Linked DNA regions of Bicyclus anynana: region 2 is linked to region 1. A link is a contact called in public Hi-C data. All regions are on one chromosome and are shown on one strand. The core of a region is the stretch at or near the end of the contact, and the rest is flanking DNA. Distances in the headings are between cores, read along the strand shown.

Region 1 (7,915 bases), core at 3,285-5,784:
ACCCTTTTCAACTGGTAAAAGAAGTTACGATGAACATTAAAATCAAGTTACTCGTAAGTCAGATCGACATGTTACCTTGTTAACCTTCACCGTATTATGTAATAACCAATTTATATTAAAAAATGCGTCTGAAAAATGTGGATACTATAAAGAAAGAGTGGTTTCGACATCTTGGCGTCTTGGAGGTCGAGTATTACATACTTGACTTATACTTATTACCACCTACATAAAGGTCTCCATAGCAAGTTACATAATTTACGTAAAAAAATAATGTTATGTTACATATCAATGGAAATGCAAATTAAAATATAAATTCTTACATAACCATCACCAACACATTCATAGGTAAGTACATGCATTATATAGCTCAAACATTATTCTTAAGCTACACGTAATTCTACGTTTTAGATTGAGAAAAACATCCTGGAATAACTGAATAATAAATCTTTGATAATATCGAGCTGAAGAATACATAGTTTACTTGTGTACCTTTTTCATTTTCATATTAAACCCGACAATATAATATATGTGTTTGGTACCTACTCTAATCTGTTATTTTGTTAATTTTTTGAAATTCTTGAAATAAATTTGTATTTAAAGCACTATATGAAACTAAGTCATTTAATATTTTTTAAATTGTGATAAATTCTGTTTGCCCAATACAGAAAATGATGGCTTTTACTTGTAACTGTTCTGTTTCTTCAAAAATTATCTGGCAAATTAAATAATGGCTAACATCTACTAGATTAGAAGGCCGACTTCGTATTTACTCGACAGCTATTTGATTTGATTAAATAATATTTGAACAGCTATTTGACTGATAGTTGAGATGCTATGTGGGAGGTATGACCTTACGTGGGTAGAAAAATACAAAAAAGTCATGTTAGTAAGAATCTTCTTAATAATATTGTGTAATATTGTGTTACACAATAATATAAAGAAGATTGTTACACTTGATTTTTTTTAAGACACATATTGCATCTACAGTTTTGCAATTCATCTAATTTAAGTATAGGTAATTAAATATTTAGACAAAGTTGGTGTATAGTCACATCTATCTAACCCATAAACATTTTCAACCATTTTTGCAGACTGTTAAAAATTTGTTGGAAGTATGTTTAAGTTTTTTCAATCCGTCCGGGCTTCCCCGAATGTGTCATAGTTAAAGGGGCGTCAAGGGAGCGGTTTTAAACCTTCAAGCCTTTGAGCAGCGAATTAGCGATGTCAATACGATTCGTGCATCATACTTCGATCAGAGGACTCGCTGGTGTTGGTGATCAGAGGACTCACTGCTGGTCCTGGTTCTAAGCTCCAAATTCCGGGGTCATTGCTCCTTTTCCTGGTTCAGTCAGATTATAAAGATGACCCTAATTTATCATAAGAAGAAGGACTGCTTGTTATGTCAACTATTTTTGTACTATAAAAAGTCATGCCTTAAACAGATATCCTTACCGTCGGTAAATTAATCATATTGCGTAGTTGTTGCGTAGCTTAACTGGACAATGAAGTACCAAGATCTATACGATAACAAGTAACGAAACAAGAATAAGAATCGATATCAAGATAATACGATCAGACAGACGTCATTAGCAAGGAGGAATAATGATTTACAAGTATAAAGTTATACATTCTGTTATAGTTTTTATCGTAATTCCCAGAACCCCAGGGCAAAGTTTGGCAGTCAGTATGCAAAATCCTTTTCTGTCTTTCACAATGCGTTTCAATTCATCCAACTCGCTTGCCTATTAGCTTTGCTTCCACGATTAATCTTGGAAACGAGAACTGAAGCTCAGTTTAATCTCAGTTTCTTTGTGTAATCTATCGGTTTTTTAAAAGGCCTGTTTAGGGATCTGTACGATCGCAGATTTATCTATAAAAAAAACCGCTTTGCAATGCTTTGCAGTATAAGGGATTTGTGTTTACATAAAAAGAGAAATTGCAATATGTAGATATGATATTGCAAGTGATTAGACATAACAAAGTGCAAAATCTTGTTTGATATGAATAGAGAGTGTTTTGTTAATTCTTTTTATCAGGTATTTTAATTCATCATCATTGTCATCCTGTTTTAATGACCCACTAGTCCCTACTAGAATAGAAAGCTTAATCCATCCATCACGCTGCTTCATCGCAATTTGAATTGAATGCGGGTTGACAGGTGATAATGATTGTCTTTTTAACGGCTACTATCAGATGTTAATGATAATTATAGGACCGACTTCTTAACGTGCTCTTCGAGGTATAGGGGCAGTCCTATTTATACTTATTAAATCCAAGGAAACGTAATATTTAAAATGTGTATTTGTTTAAGTTAGTTACTCAGTGTTATTCTACTTGAGAAAAGTAAATAGTTCATCGTATGTTTGACACGACGAGTATCTTGGGTGTGGCAAAGGCCGTATGCTAATGCAAGTACTGGTCGTATCGTAATTCGTGTTTGACTTGACAAGTGGTCTGCATGTACCAACCGGACGACACTTTTACTCTCAATGGCTACTCTTTTAAATATACTGGTTATTTTGACACATATAGATACAACACCAACTCCTACTGTCACATGTCTATCAATATGTTTAATTCTTCTATATCGTACCTGTATCAAAAAATTCAATTACATAAACTGGTCTATTACGAAGAAGTTTTATATTGTTAAGACCCTTTCTAATCTCGATATGAGTGAAAGTATTAAAATAATAGACACTAGTCCGTACGAATAAAGGGATATTAAATAGCCTATAGCCTTCCTCGATAAATCTAACATTGAAAGAATTTTTCAAATCGGACCAGTAGTTCTTGAGATTAGCGCGTTCAAACAAATAAACAAACTCTTCAGCTTTATAATATTAGTATAATATGTTATGTCAAAAATATGCATGTTAATATTTATTTTTCTGTTTCAGGTAAGTATTATTATGAAGATTTAAAGGAAATACGTAAGTAAAGGCACATTAGAGTGGAAGTAACAGAATTTATCTAAAAATATAACTACATAAGCAGTTTCCATAAATCCAATTACTTCGATTCCTAGTTTATATAATTGGATATTCAAAAAATTAGTGGTTAGAAAGCGGTTCATAGTTAAGTATAGGTAGGTGCTATTGAGGCATTTAACCGTACACTCGGTTTCCACCGCGTCATCCAATTAGATGGGATCTAAACACGAGAGATTCATTAAAAAAAGGAATAAAAAATAAACCAAACGAAACCGGAGTCATTAATCAAGCCGTATGGCGTCCATTGAAACACCCGAGTTACCACTTCCCATACTAATAAATTGATAGATTTATAAACAAAACAAAAAGTAATCGATACTGTTCTATTGAAAATATATTTAGAACAATCTTTCAATTTTCACACTCGTAGTCGTAATGTGGGTATTTCTTACTTTGAATAATTTCCATCAGCAACCTGCATCCCTACGTAGTAAATTAGGTCTTGGACTCGTACAAAGCGTTTTAGCTTCTTAGATTATGGTTATTATTTCATTTCGATGATTAATTCGTTTCATTATTGGTTTTTATTTCTAATTTTCACTGCAAAATAGCAGTTTCTGTACCAGCTACAATGTGTCTTCAAGTCAAGAGTGAAAAAGCACATCATCTAGGCGTACTCGTATCCTGCATCTTCCTTACTATTAGGTATTATTGCAGCCAAGCGTTTGTTTATACCGAGGCCCTTTAGTTGTCTGATCTCTGATACTTTCACGCTATTCTACTCTAAGCTACTATCTGTCTCTTTCTCTCGTCAATTAACTGTTTACGGTTTTTGTTTTAACTCTTTTGGTTAAATGATAGTATGAGCAAGCATTTCTTCCTCTTTGACTCTTTTCAGTAGAACTTGTCGATACTATTGTCTACGTGATTAAAATTATAAGAATTGTAATCACGTAGACAATAGTATCGACTTTATTGATGAAATCATCTATAATTTTTTCTTGACAAGTAGTTGATCTTAGTGTCAAAACTAATTAACATTATGTTTGGTTTCACGTTCTGCGAACGTGAAAGGTACATCAATAGGAAATTTGATCTTAATTAACTAAGTAAGAAGAAGAGACTCTTAATTCGGTAGATTTTTTCATAACATCATTTAGGTATGATAATATAATATTCTATAGGATTGTTGATGATCCAATAATGTTCTTCGTTGTAACTGAAGGTCCAATTAAAGTCCCAGTCTGGTGAAACAGATACTTAAACATATTTCATTTATAAGCATTTGTAACAAGATTAAATGTGACCCACAATCATTTGTATAAGTCAAGGTATTTATTTATACGATAGAAACTAAATATGTGCCAACATTATCTGTTTTATTACTATATCGATGTACTAGTCCAGTGTTATGATATTCATCAGTAATTTATAAAGTATGAACATCAATGTCTGTAGCTTTATTTGATTTCTCTATTTCAGAAAAGTAAAGTTAAAATATAACTCGATCGTTAAAATTTTAACGCGGAAATGGGTAACAGGTCCCGTGCGTTACCTGCTTACCGGATCGGGCACCGCACCTGCTTTCCACAAAAAAATGTACACAAACCGATCTATTTTCGAGACCACTCCTGTTACGCCGACATAGAGGCAATGAACCGTGAATTATTACTTAGATGTCATGTTTTTTTAATATCTAAAAAAAGATTCATGCACAGTATCTATTTTAGAAGCGCATGATTCAATAGGATAACACGATTTACCGAGAATTTCTTTCTAATACTAAAGCCATATGATGTGCACTGTTTACCAAGATACAAATTAGAAATGACGGTAAAAAACGCATGTCATTTCATAACTTATGTATTATAAAATGTTATTCAAAATATATTTACTGTATCTAATTGTTCTACGCTTAATGAAAATAATGTATTTTTATTATAATGTATTGTAGAAAAAATATATCCCCCGCAGTATAAATTTCGATCGCGACTTACTGATGAATATTTCCAGGATATTACAATTTCACTCCAAACTTCAGACAGATAATAATCAGCAACAAAAAATGTAATTTTTCTCATTGATAAGTAAATAAAATACCTTTGTAATGTCCGTAATTACCTTTGTTTAGTAAATGTTTTTTTTTAAATGTCATTTCTTAAAATGGACCCCGAGCGAAACTAATTGGTGACCCCTGTACTAAAGTATGAGATAGGTATTTTGTAGTGGCCCCATTCACGCTCCGGCTAGAGACATCGCTCAGCAAAAAAAAAAAAAACTCGGAGACTGATATAAAATTCTAATTTTGAATCCCCCCCGCCTTTTCTTAATGGGACACCATCGCTGTTGTATATCACACGACGTGGTTTTTTATGGCGACACATTTAGCTGCGTTTTATTAGGTTCTTTATAATCGTCGGATTTATCGTGACTTCAAATTACTTGGTAAACTACATTAATTTAGATTAGATCTCGTGATCTCAAGTGGCGATGGCGTCAAAGTAGTTACTACCTATCTCTCGACTCGACTGACTAAACTACTTGTTCTACTTAATACATTGAATGTAAAAGACTTTATTACCGTTATAGTTATAAGAGATAAATGATGCATTTTTTTTGACTTATTTTGATTAATCGAATGATTAAACATGAAACTTTTTATAGATAAGTCATTCGTCCAAATAAGTTGGTTAAAATGTTTAGTATTTTAACATAAATAACTTATTATACTTCTGATTCTTATTTAAATTGTTTTTTTAATGATTTATAAGCAATGTACGTTACAAAATAAATTGGCGTAATGACCAAAGGTTAAATCTGCTATCAATCGAATGTCTGAAGCCCGGCTGTGGTAGCAATTGATTGAAGTCGCTATACAAGAGTTCAAGCATTTAAGATAATAAGGTCACAGATATCAAATATCATAGGTAATTATTTTGAAAAACCCAATAAATGTTGAGTTTCTTTAAAGTATGATATTTAATTATCGATCTAATTGATTTGCTGCTGATGCAAAAATAAAGCTAAAAACTTTGGGATACTGCCTAGTGCCTAGCTATTAATAATTTATTTTACAAACGGATAATGAACATTGAAGAAGTTAAAATTTAATAAAATACTCATAACGAAGCCAACAAAAAGATGACATAAGAAAGATCTTTTTATAGAAATCAGCAGAATTTTATTATTCATAAGTACTCGTAGTTCCTATATTATGAACTTTTGCAAAGTAGTGGCTTTTTATAAGCCTCATTTCATTTTACTATAATTAGAAATCTCAATTGACTAACTCGAATTGATAGAAGTAGGTCACAAGCAAGGATTCATACTCGGTAGTTATGACAACCCTCCACGAATCAATAGCGCATACACGATGTTAATAAATGATGAACCGCCGACTGAATACATTCAGAGATGCTACTATCGTGTTATTGAGCATCGTTTAAGAAGAGTAACGTGACTGTTAAGGTATGTATGTTTAGTTATATACAAGAATAATATGATGACTGACTGAATAACAAACAGATTTTCAAAGTCCAGCTGCTGAGCTAGCTAAAATCACATAAATTTGAATACGGGGTCATTTTAGAGAGTAGGCTTGCACTAATGAAGGATTTTTGAAAATTTACCCATTAATTAATCTATCCGAAGGTCAAGCTTCCCTTCTTAAACTCGTAGCAGAGGGTATTTAAAATTCCGATTCACCACAAGCTTTTGCTTCTGCTTTGGGACTTATCAGGCGATGCTTCTGCTCTCGCCCAAACCCCCCGGTGATGTCGCTGAGGTCCCAATAAGGAGCCTACGGCACTTTCACAATCAGAAAAGAAAAAGCTAGACCTGTCTGTGGTTAACTATACGAAATAAATCATATTGACCTGCAACAATAGCTGATGCACTTCGAGGCATATATTCACCTTACCCAACACCGACCTTTTATTGGTAGAAAAGCTCAAATTTGTATAACTCAGGATTTGAAATTCATAAATCTCATGATTCAAAACCAAATCGACGTAACTACTGGAGGAATGAGGCAGTTTAACCCCAATGATGAAGGGGATGAAAGCACGGGACATGTTACGCGTCGCTAGTATTACATCGAGTATATGAATTTAATCGATACAAGCGCAAATCAGGTCACGTAGCAGCAATATACATGATAGAATGAATATTGTCCTATATGTTATTAGGCTCAGTGATAAGATGTCACACATATTACCTACAACGCATTAAATTAACAAACAAGCATATAAAGAAGTCATAATTAGTTAGTTTATTGCTCAGATCCAACAAATATTGTTGATACCGATACCGTATTTAAGTAGCATTGCTCCTAAAGTTGTTAAGTTTCTTGCCAAATATGCATTCTGCACGTGTAACAGTAGGAGTAACTACAAATATACAAACTCGACGTTTAAAGTCCTGGTAAAGTACTTGAAATAAACGAATTACATTTGATTTGAAACAATTGAGCATTCTAGATCACCAATCTTTAACATGCTCTCCAAAGCTTCTAAATTTTTGAAATTAGAATGTTCTGCTGTCATAATATTCATAACATAATGTCCCTCGTCCTTCTGCATCTATACCACAGCTATATTGACCTATCATAGAGTTGTTTGTAAGTAAACGGCCTGCGGTTAGTTGGCAGTAGGTAACTACGACAACGAACGACGGATCAATAACATCCTAGAGCCTAGAGCCAAGTACGCCAGAGGTAACAACCTGACACGCCCGGGCACGAATGGCGATACACCGATTGCCTTATTGCATACTATCAGAGAGTATTTTCCATTCCAGACATAATTTGGTTTGAAAGTACTTTATTTTACCCAAGGGGCAGATATAGTTATATCTAGATACACAAGTAGGTACAGTTTAAACACATAGCATACGAAAACCCAATAAAAACATTTATAAACATAAGATATTTATTTGTCTTACTTGTCGGGCTATGTAATAGAGTTTTCTATCATTTAACATCA
Region 2 (7,678 bases), core at 3,686-6,185, 38 kb before region 1:
AAATGAGGGGTGGATTTTCATCTTCCTTTTAACAAGTTAACCCGCTTCCATCTTAGACTGCATCATCACTCACCATTAGGTGAGATTTTAGTCAAGGGTCAAAAATTTCAGTTTTGTTTTTATTTTTGCCTGCCTGTATATGTCAAGTCTGCTAGCCGTCCTTGTCCCATCAAAGTCATTATATATTTATTATTTACACACTTTAAATTCCTCTGTAGCCCCGGGGCTCCATGTCATTGATTATGTAATTAATAAAATTAATAATCATTGATTAAATATCATTGAATAATTTTGACGGCCGCGTGGCGCAATGGGTAGTGACCCTGCTTTCTGCATCCACAGCCGTGGGTTTGATTCCCACAACTGGAAAATATTTGTGTGATGAGCATGAGTGTTTTCCAGTGTCTGTGTGTATTTATACATTACATAAGTATTTATATGCAGTATATTATTGTATATTAATATTATAATATCAACTATCTTAGCACCCATAACACAAGCTACTCTGTATGCTTACTTTGGAGCTAGATAGTGATGCGTATTGTTTAAGTATATTTATTTATTTATTGATAATGCATTAACACAGGTTGATAATGACGAGTTTGGTTACTTACTTGTATGGCACATGTGTCCTATACACATAAGTGCCGCTACTGCCGTCAAACTGTATTGTACTGTCATATGATGCCCGACTGCCTGGTTTGCTGAGGACATTATATGCTTCCACTATTTGAACGAATCGCTCCTGTGCTTGTGTGCTTTTATTTTTGTCTGGGTGGTACTGAAATTAAATACAGATGATAATGAGTATTATAACTATTAATTTTCTTACAGAGATTAAATTTCTATTAAAGATAGATGTTACATCAACATAGTTACAGTAATGAAATAGATGTAGCTTTTATAGCTGATTCCTGTGGTTTCACTGATGAAACAGAAGGTGGGAGAATTAAAATAATACTTTCACTGTACACAAATTTATTCGATAACAATTTCAGCATAGCTTCTGCTATAATGTTAATATTACACGCTGATGGTAGTATAAGAATAAATCTGCCAAACAACCCTCTATTTTATAATATTTGCAAAGTTAGTGTCTACTGTTGGTAACACGAATATGTTAACAATACAAGTACGTTTTAATAATAGTTTCGGAGTATTATTATACAAACCAAACATTATAATTCTATCTAAAACACATTAATTAACTAGAGGAGATTTATAACAATCGTAAAATAATATTAAAATATCGAAACACAAAGTTGAGAAATTAAATACAATATAAATCATAACGTGACGTCACAATTGTTAAGAGTAAAATAACCAATGATGAATTTATATTATGTAAAATAAATAATTATATTTATATAAATCATTAATAATAACCTCTACACTGTTTGGATTGATAATCATTGTTAATTAATTAAATTTAACTATAATAACCGGAAGTCATAAAAGTATGAAATGGAATGACGCTACTATATGCTAGGCGGCGACACGTATCTATACGAAATAGGCGGGAAGCAGGTACTATTTGTAACACTTAAATAGTTCCTGTTCCAGTGGATGGACGCATACCACTAACATGGCCTATGTATTTTGCAGGGACTTCCACCCAACAGTGAGCCTCCTGCATCCAGTGAATCTCTATGACTGACTTGATGTTGTCAGTCCACCTGGTGAGGGCTCCACCAACCCTGCTTTCAATTATGGTGACACCACCTTGGGACCCCAATGTCCATCAGCTCTTCGAGCTTACTCCCGAGGGGGTATAGCCTATGTCATTACGTACATTAGGATACAGACCGCAATAAGGTCATGTTTTTCAAGAATAACAATATTTTTCCCTAAACCCTAGAACATAGTGTACCTTTCACAGACCTTTCATAGATAAAAAAATACATAGGGTGATGGAAAAATTTTCTTCAGGCAAGTGACTGCACTGCTCAAGCAATAGCTAGCTGTCTATAGCAAATATTTCGATTCATGTTTTTTTGAATTTTTAATAGCACCATACCTGCTTGCTCATCTTAATAAACGCCTCTTTAATATCTTTATCTGTACAGTTTTTTTGTAAATTAAGAGTCTCATAGTGCGTTTTTCGACCAGAACTAGAAAAAAAGAATAATCATATTACGACGCCAGAAAAATAATAATCTTTAATTCTTCTTAACATAAAATAAGCTTACGTATACAAGCGTACAAGTGTGCAGATTGATTTGATATCTGTGCTTCTTTTTAAAAGATACATTACTTTAAAGTCTAAATTTAAACTATCACGGGATTGAAAACATTTTAAACAGAAATTTTTTATATTGCTTCTACCGAAAAATTCGCAGATGACAAAAATAAAAATCCATAATATTACCCAGCCACAGATTAAAAATAAATTATTGACAATGACATTGTCATTTTGACATTTGACATACACAGACTAAACAGAACTGATGATAAAACGTGCGTTTATTCATGTTTTACTATAAAGCATTAATTAATTTTTAAATGGTCTGGGAATTTTAATGCTTTGTTACTCAGACTAATTAGATAAAAAAAATACCTATTTGTGTAGTTAAATGGTGTAAAAAACGAACAAAAACTGCTAGTTTAGTATAAGATATGTATGAAATTTAAGCTCATTTTCTTTAGAAAATGGCAGAAAATTTTGTTCGTGAATTTGGGTGCGATACTAGTCCTTATGTATTTAGTCTGAGCTTTGTTAGATGTCAAAGTAATTTTTTTATTAAATTAGATTATAAAAGCTCGAAAGTGCTAGAATTCAGAGCAGTAAAGCTAGTAAAAAATGTAATTATAATTTTTAAATTCGACTGTTTTCGAATTTTTCGTAAACATTGGTAAACAGTAAAAAAACAAAAATATGATGATTGTGATGTGATGTGTGATCTTTAAATTATAGGCAAATCCCGATCTTGCAGAATAGTAAGAATTTCTAGTCTATAGTGATCTGTGGTAAGAATTAACTTTTGCTAAGTACAGGTAGGTAGTGAGATTAGAGGTTGCATAATAATAAAATATTAATCTATGTCCTGCCTAATAAAATGTATATCTTTGTAGTAGAGTACATAATCGTACCTACATTATAATTCATCGATGTACATACATAGTGGATAAGTGTATGTAGGAGGATAAGGAAGTGCACCACCACCTCAACACTCCAACTTTCAACTTTTGCGGTACCCTCTGTTGATTAACGAACGAGGCTCTCACGACCGGCAAATGGCGGTATAGCCGTTCTAAAACCAGACTGAGGTAAATGTTACAGGCCGGTGTCGGCCAGCAGCGACTTTTGCAATCAGTCTGGCACTGCGATGACCAACCCGCCTACCCAGCGTGGTCACTAATAGCAATTCTTCCGATGAGAAACGCCAACACATGAAGGCCCGGTTCCCGGTCGCACTGCTCTTCCCGACTGCGGTAGCGGTCGAGGTCACGGCAGGGCAGGGGGTGCTAAGAATCTCCAGGCTTGGAGAGCTACCATCTTAATCTACTAGTTATGGTTACGTATAATACCAGGACAGTGAGAACAGACAAAAGCTTAGCCGAAATATTAGTGGAGTTGGAACAAATCAAGTTCATTTTGGGGCTATCAGAAATGCGAAGAGAAGGTGAGGGCACAGTAACTTAAGAATCAGGTCACATTGTTCACTATCGTGAAGGCGTTAAAACGTCTCAAAGCGGAGTGGGCTTCCTGGTAAAGAAAATCCTCGCAAATAACATCGTTGAGTGTGTCGACAAGAATTGCATGTCATACTGAGCTTAAACCAACGGTACTCGTTTACAATAATACAAGTATATGCAACCACGTCGATACACTCGGACAAAAAAGTTGAAGTCCTTTGTGATGGACATTTCGAAGGCTCTAGTCTTCAAACGATACGACTAAGTTCTATTTCACGACGGTTATGACTTTAATGCAAAATTGGGAGTGCAAGAATGTGGTGAATCTAAAGTAGGGCAGTTCTTCTTGATTCATTTCAGCGATTCCAGGTCGATTGGCGCTTTAAACAAGTTTTGAAATTTTGGTAAGACCCTGCAGCAATGACTGTCTAAGTTCAAGTCCCTCGATCGCATTCAATACCAATTCGAAAAGGGAGGAGATTTTCTATCCCCGATACTCTTTACTTGTGCTCTCGAAAATGTATTCAAGGTTATGGCCTGGAAATGTCAGGGCGTCAACATAAACGATGTACATACATAGTGAAATGTATTCGCATACATTTCACACTTGCGTTTTGCAGACGACATAGTACTATTGGTAGAATCGCTGCAAGCTCTTCGGCAATGCTGACAGACCTTACTGTTCCTCCAAATAAGTGGATTTATTAATGAATATTGACAAAAACCAAAATCACTGAGTGACACTGACGGTTGGCTTTATCCACAAATTGAAAGTCGCGCGACCTATGTCAGGAGTCTCTCTGAAGGACAAAATCCGAAACGAGGAAGTCCGTAGGAGAACCAAATAAATAGACAAAGCCCAAAGGATTAGCAAACTGAAGCGGCAGTGGATGGGCCATATTTGTCGCAGAGCAGATGGTCGCTGGGGTAGACCTGTCCTGGAGTGGAGACCACGTACCAGCAAGAGCACTGTAGACGCCTTCCAGCCTGATGGTCCGACGGTATTAATAATGTATGGGCAGCGACTCGATGAGGAAGGGAAAGGATCGTATGTGGTGGCGCGTTCTCAGAAAGGCTTATGTCCAGCTGTGGACGGATACTAACAGACTGTGATGATGACCTACCTAGTTTATTAATTTGAAATTTTCACGCATTCCCTTATTGGATTTAGTGAAGTGTGATTAGAGCTTAATAGCGTTATTACTTAGACCCAATTTTGTTGCACGGATGTCTACAATGCAGTTAAGTTTGTATTGCACTCTCGCGGAGATCCATGCGCGACACAGCCGATACAGTTGGCACAGTTGACTGAGTCGGCCGCTGCTGAGCGCAGCGCAGTCGGCAGTGTTCGCGCGATAATCGACGCGTTTGGACGTACGGTCATGCGAGAATCGGCTGGCAGGATGGCCGAACTACAGTTCGAGGCGCCGCTCGCGCAAATCGAGGAGGCGGACGACTGTCTATCCACGGCGGACTATCCGCAGAAGACCATAAACGGCAACGACATACTACTAAATAATTTGAACAATCTCAAAAGTGACATCGCGAAAATGAAAACCGACTCCAATAAAATCAACGATAATGACGAACCGAAACCGGTGAAGTGTAAACAGGACAATATGCAGAACGGTGAGGGAGACAACTTCACGGAGACTTTCTCCGGCTCGCTCGAAGATCTGGTGAACACTTTCGACGAGAAGATAACCAAGTGTTTCGGGAATTACGAGGAAAGCGTGGAAAAGCTGGCCCCGGTGCAGGTTCGCTCGCAGGAGGAAATTATGAACGAGTGCCAGTGAGTATCAATTACCACTAAATACCTAAATTACTAATTGGAGCACACGATTGTGATATCATCGATTTAGTCATGTCCAATAAACATACAAGAACATAATGCATACATCTTTCTAAACAATAATCTTGATCCTGTAATGCTTATTTCAAGAAATAAATATTACCCATTGCGTGTTTTTAAATACATATAAATGTATTTTTAAGATTATCTCAAGTCTCAGATTTGTCGAAGCATAAACAAAAAGGGCGGGCTTTGCGCATGGCTTTGGTGGTCGCGGGATCGATCGATGTTTTAGTTGGGGGTGTTGAAGAGGGTGCGTGGAGGGGTAGTGATGACGCATCCCGACCCGCCCTGCCTTGTCGACCCATACCCCACGATTAAATGTCGCACGCGACCAGCCACTGACCTTTTACGACACAATTATGCCAAGCGTAACCGATGGATGCCCTATTTGTTAATGTTAACCATATCTACGATGTCTTTTATTAAATTACAAGGTTCATAATGTCTATGTATGAATCTATTATCACACAACATATTCGTGTATTCAACCTTCATAATCATACTGTGGAATATGTCTATCAACGCACGTCTTACTAATATTGTAAACGCGAAAGTTTGTATGGATGTTTGTTACTCTTTAACGCCGCAACGCCTGATCGGATTTGGCTGAAATTAAAAACTAAGATAGATAATACCCTGGATTGCCACATAGACTACTTTTCATCCCGGAAAAATCCTTGTTTCCCGGGGTGTTGGTGAATAACTGAATTCCACGCGGACGAAGTCGCGGGCGCTAGCTAGTAATATTGTATTCGTGTATGTATAAAAACAATTTTTCCAAAAAAATGGGTAGCGTAATTTAAGTTTTCCTAATTCAGCACAATTTATACCAAGTTCAAGTCCGATAATGTTTCTCTTTAAATATTTTGTTATCATCTTTAATAGAAAAAAATCATATCATAAATTCGGTATATTTTATTACATAACCTTGAGCTTTAAATAAGAACTTATACTTGAACGCACAGCAACAAAATACGCTTCACCGCAGAATCTTTGATACCTACCTTGTGCAAGTCTTTGGATAAAAAACGTCGTTTCATAAATAGCCCGAAGAAGCTTCAGCTATAAACGCAGACTAGACAGTCTACACATTCAAAAGACTTCATACAATACAGCTCTGAGCTCATGGTCACACTCGCTCGGTCTTTCTCATTTATGAGAATCTGAACATAATGGCGAAACCCCCACATCTCTCTATTGTTTACAGTAAACAGCTTTTTGCTGTTACTTTTATCTTTCACTCATGGGAAGGTGATTGTGTATCCCTTGCAAGGTTTTCTACCATGTATGAAATTCATTATCATACGCATATTTAATGACTATCATTAATATTTTTTCAACTCATACATGCATAGGATAGTGTGGTGTTTGATGCTTTTACAACTTGAGTTTTGGTTTTGCCTTGCTCAGGTGGTTGAGGTTTCGGACGCTGCATCGGTGCTTCGGCATTGTGGTGTGTGGCACCCGGTTTTTTTTTCTTTCTTTTCCTTGGCATGTCCATCATAACAGCAAAACGTTTCTTAGAATTGGCTTATCAGTCTTTGAAAACATCTTCATCAGTTTTTGAAAACACTCATCATAAATGGTCCATTCGTGTAGCAGCAACGATTTAAAACACGTCAAATTTGTAATACCTCTCTTTTTAAGTTGGGTGTTGATAATAGGGTGTCCTTAACAGAATATAGAACACTTCCAAAGTTACATAGATTACGTGAAACATGAAAGCTATTATTTCTTAAAACCAGCATTTGTTTTAGTGACAAACCGAACTTTTGGAACCGTTCCAGATGACCCGAATACCCTCAATGTGGACGAATATAAAATTTAACAGTTTGCGAAAATCTGAAGGATAACCTGCATTTTGTGAATACAATAACATCGTTCGGTAAACAATTAACCCATTTTTTTAATTGGTAACAGATGCTCGTCAATAAAATATACAGTTACGTGAAATCTTGGAGTAATAAATTACCTAAGTACACAAACAAAACGTCAAATTGTTTTCGCTTTCCAGGTCTAAATTGAATGCCAAAAATATAAACTAGAGATAATGCTATGCCCTTTGGTTTCACTCGTACATAAACCAATAGTCTAGTTGACACATTTGTATATAAAGATCCTTAATTGTTCATAAACGTTCTACTAGATTGAAAAAAAAAAGATTATATTTTTTTGAGACACGAGTAC

Evidence for each region. A called contact is a pair of places that touch in the nucleus more often than the background predicts.
Region 2: a contact with region 1 is called in a Hi-C map of whole body, with 2.5 times the contacts expected there. The contact joins the promoter of LOC112046675 here to the enhancer-like site in region 1. A contact is called at or near these places in 2 of 2 Hi-C or Micro-C datasets (whole body and whole larva).

What each region holds. Positions count from the first base shown.
Region 1 is chr16:4,945,655-4,953,569 of ilBicAnyn1.1, reverse strand. All of the region lies in intron 1 of LOC112046675 (fasciculation and elongation protein zeta-2), which reads left to right. Among protein-coding and RNA genes, the nearest start is that of LOC128198862, 36 kb to the right of the region's middle. Within about 2 kb of position 4,534, at least 1 of the 8 cell types and tissues checked has open chromatin away from gene starts, as enhancers often do.
Region 2 is chr16:4,984,622-4,992,299 of ilBicAnyn1.1, reverse strand. It overlaps LOC112046675 (fasciculation and elongation protein zeta-2), which reads left to right and starts at 4,935. Exons shown (of 8, transcript XM_024083393.2): 1 at 4,935-5,428. The coding sequence starts at 5,019. It overlaps LOC112046676 (dnaJ-like protein 60), which reads right to left and starts at 2,373. Exons shown (of 6, transcript XM_024083396.2): 1 at 2,190-2,373; 2 at 2,018-2,111; 3 at 615-781. The coding sequence starts at 2,251.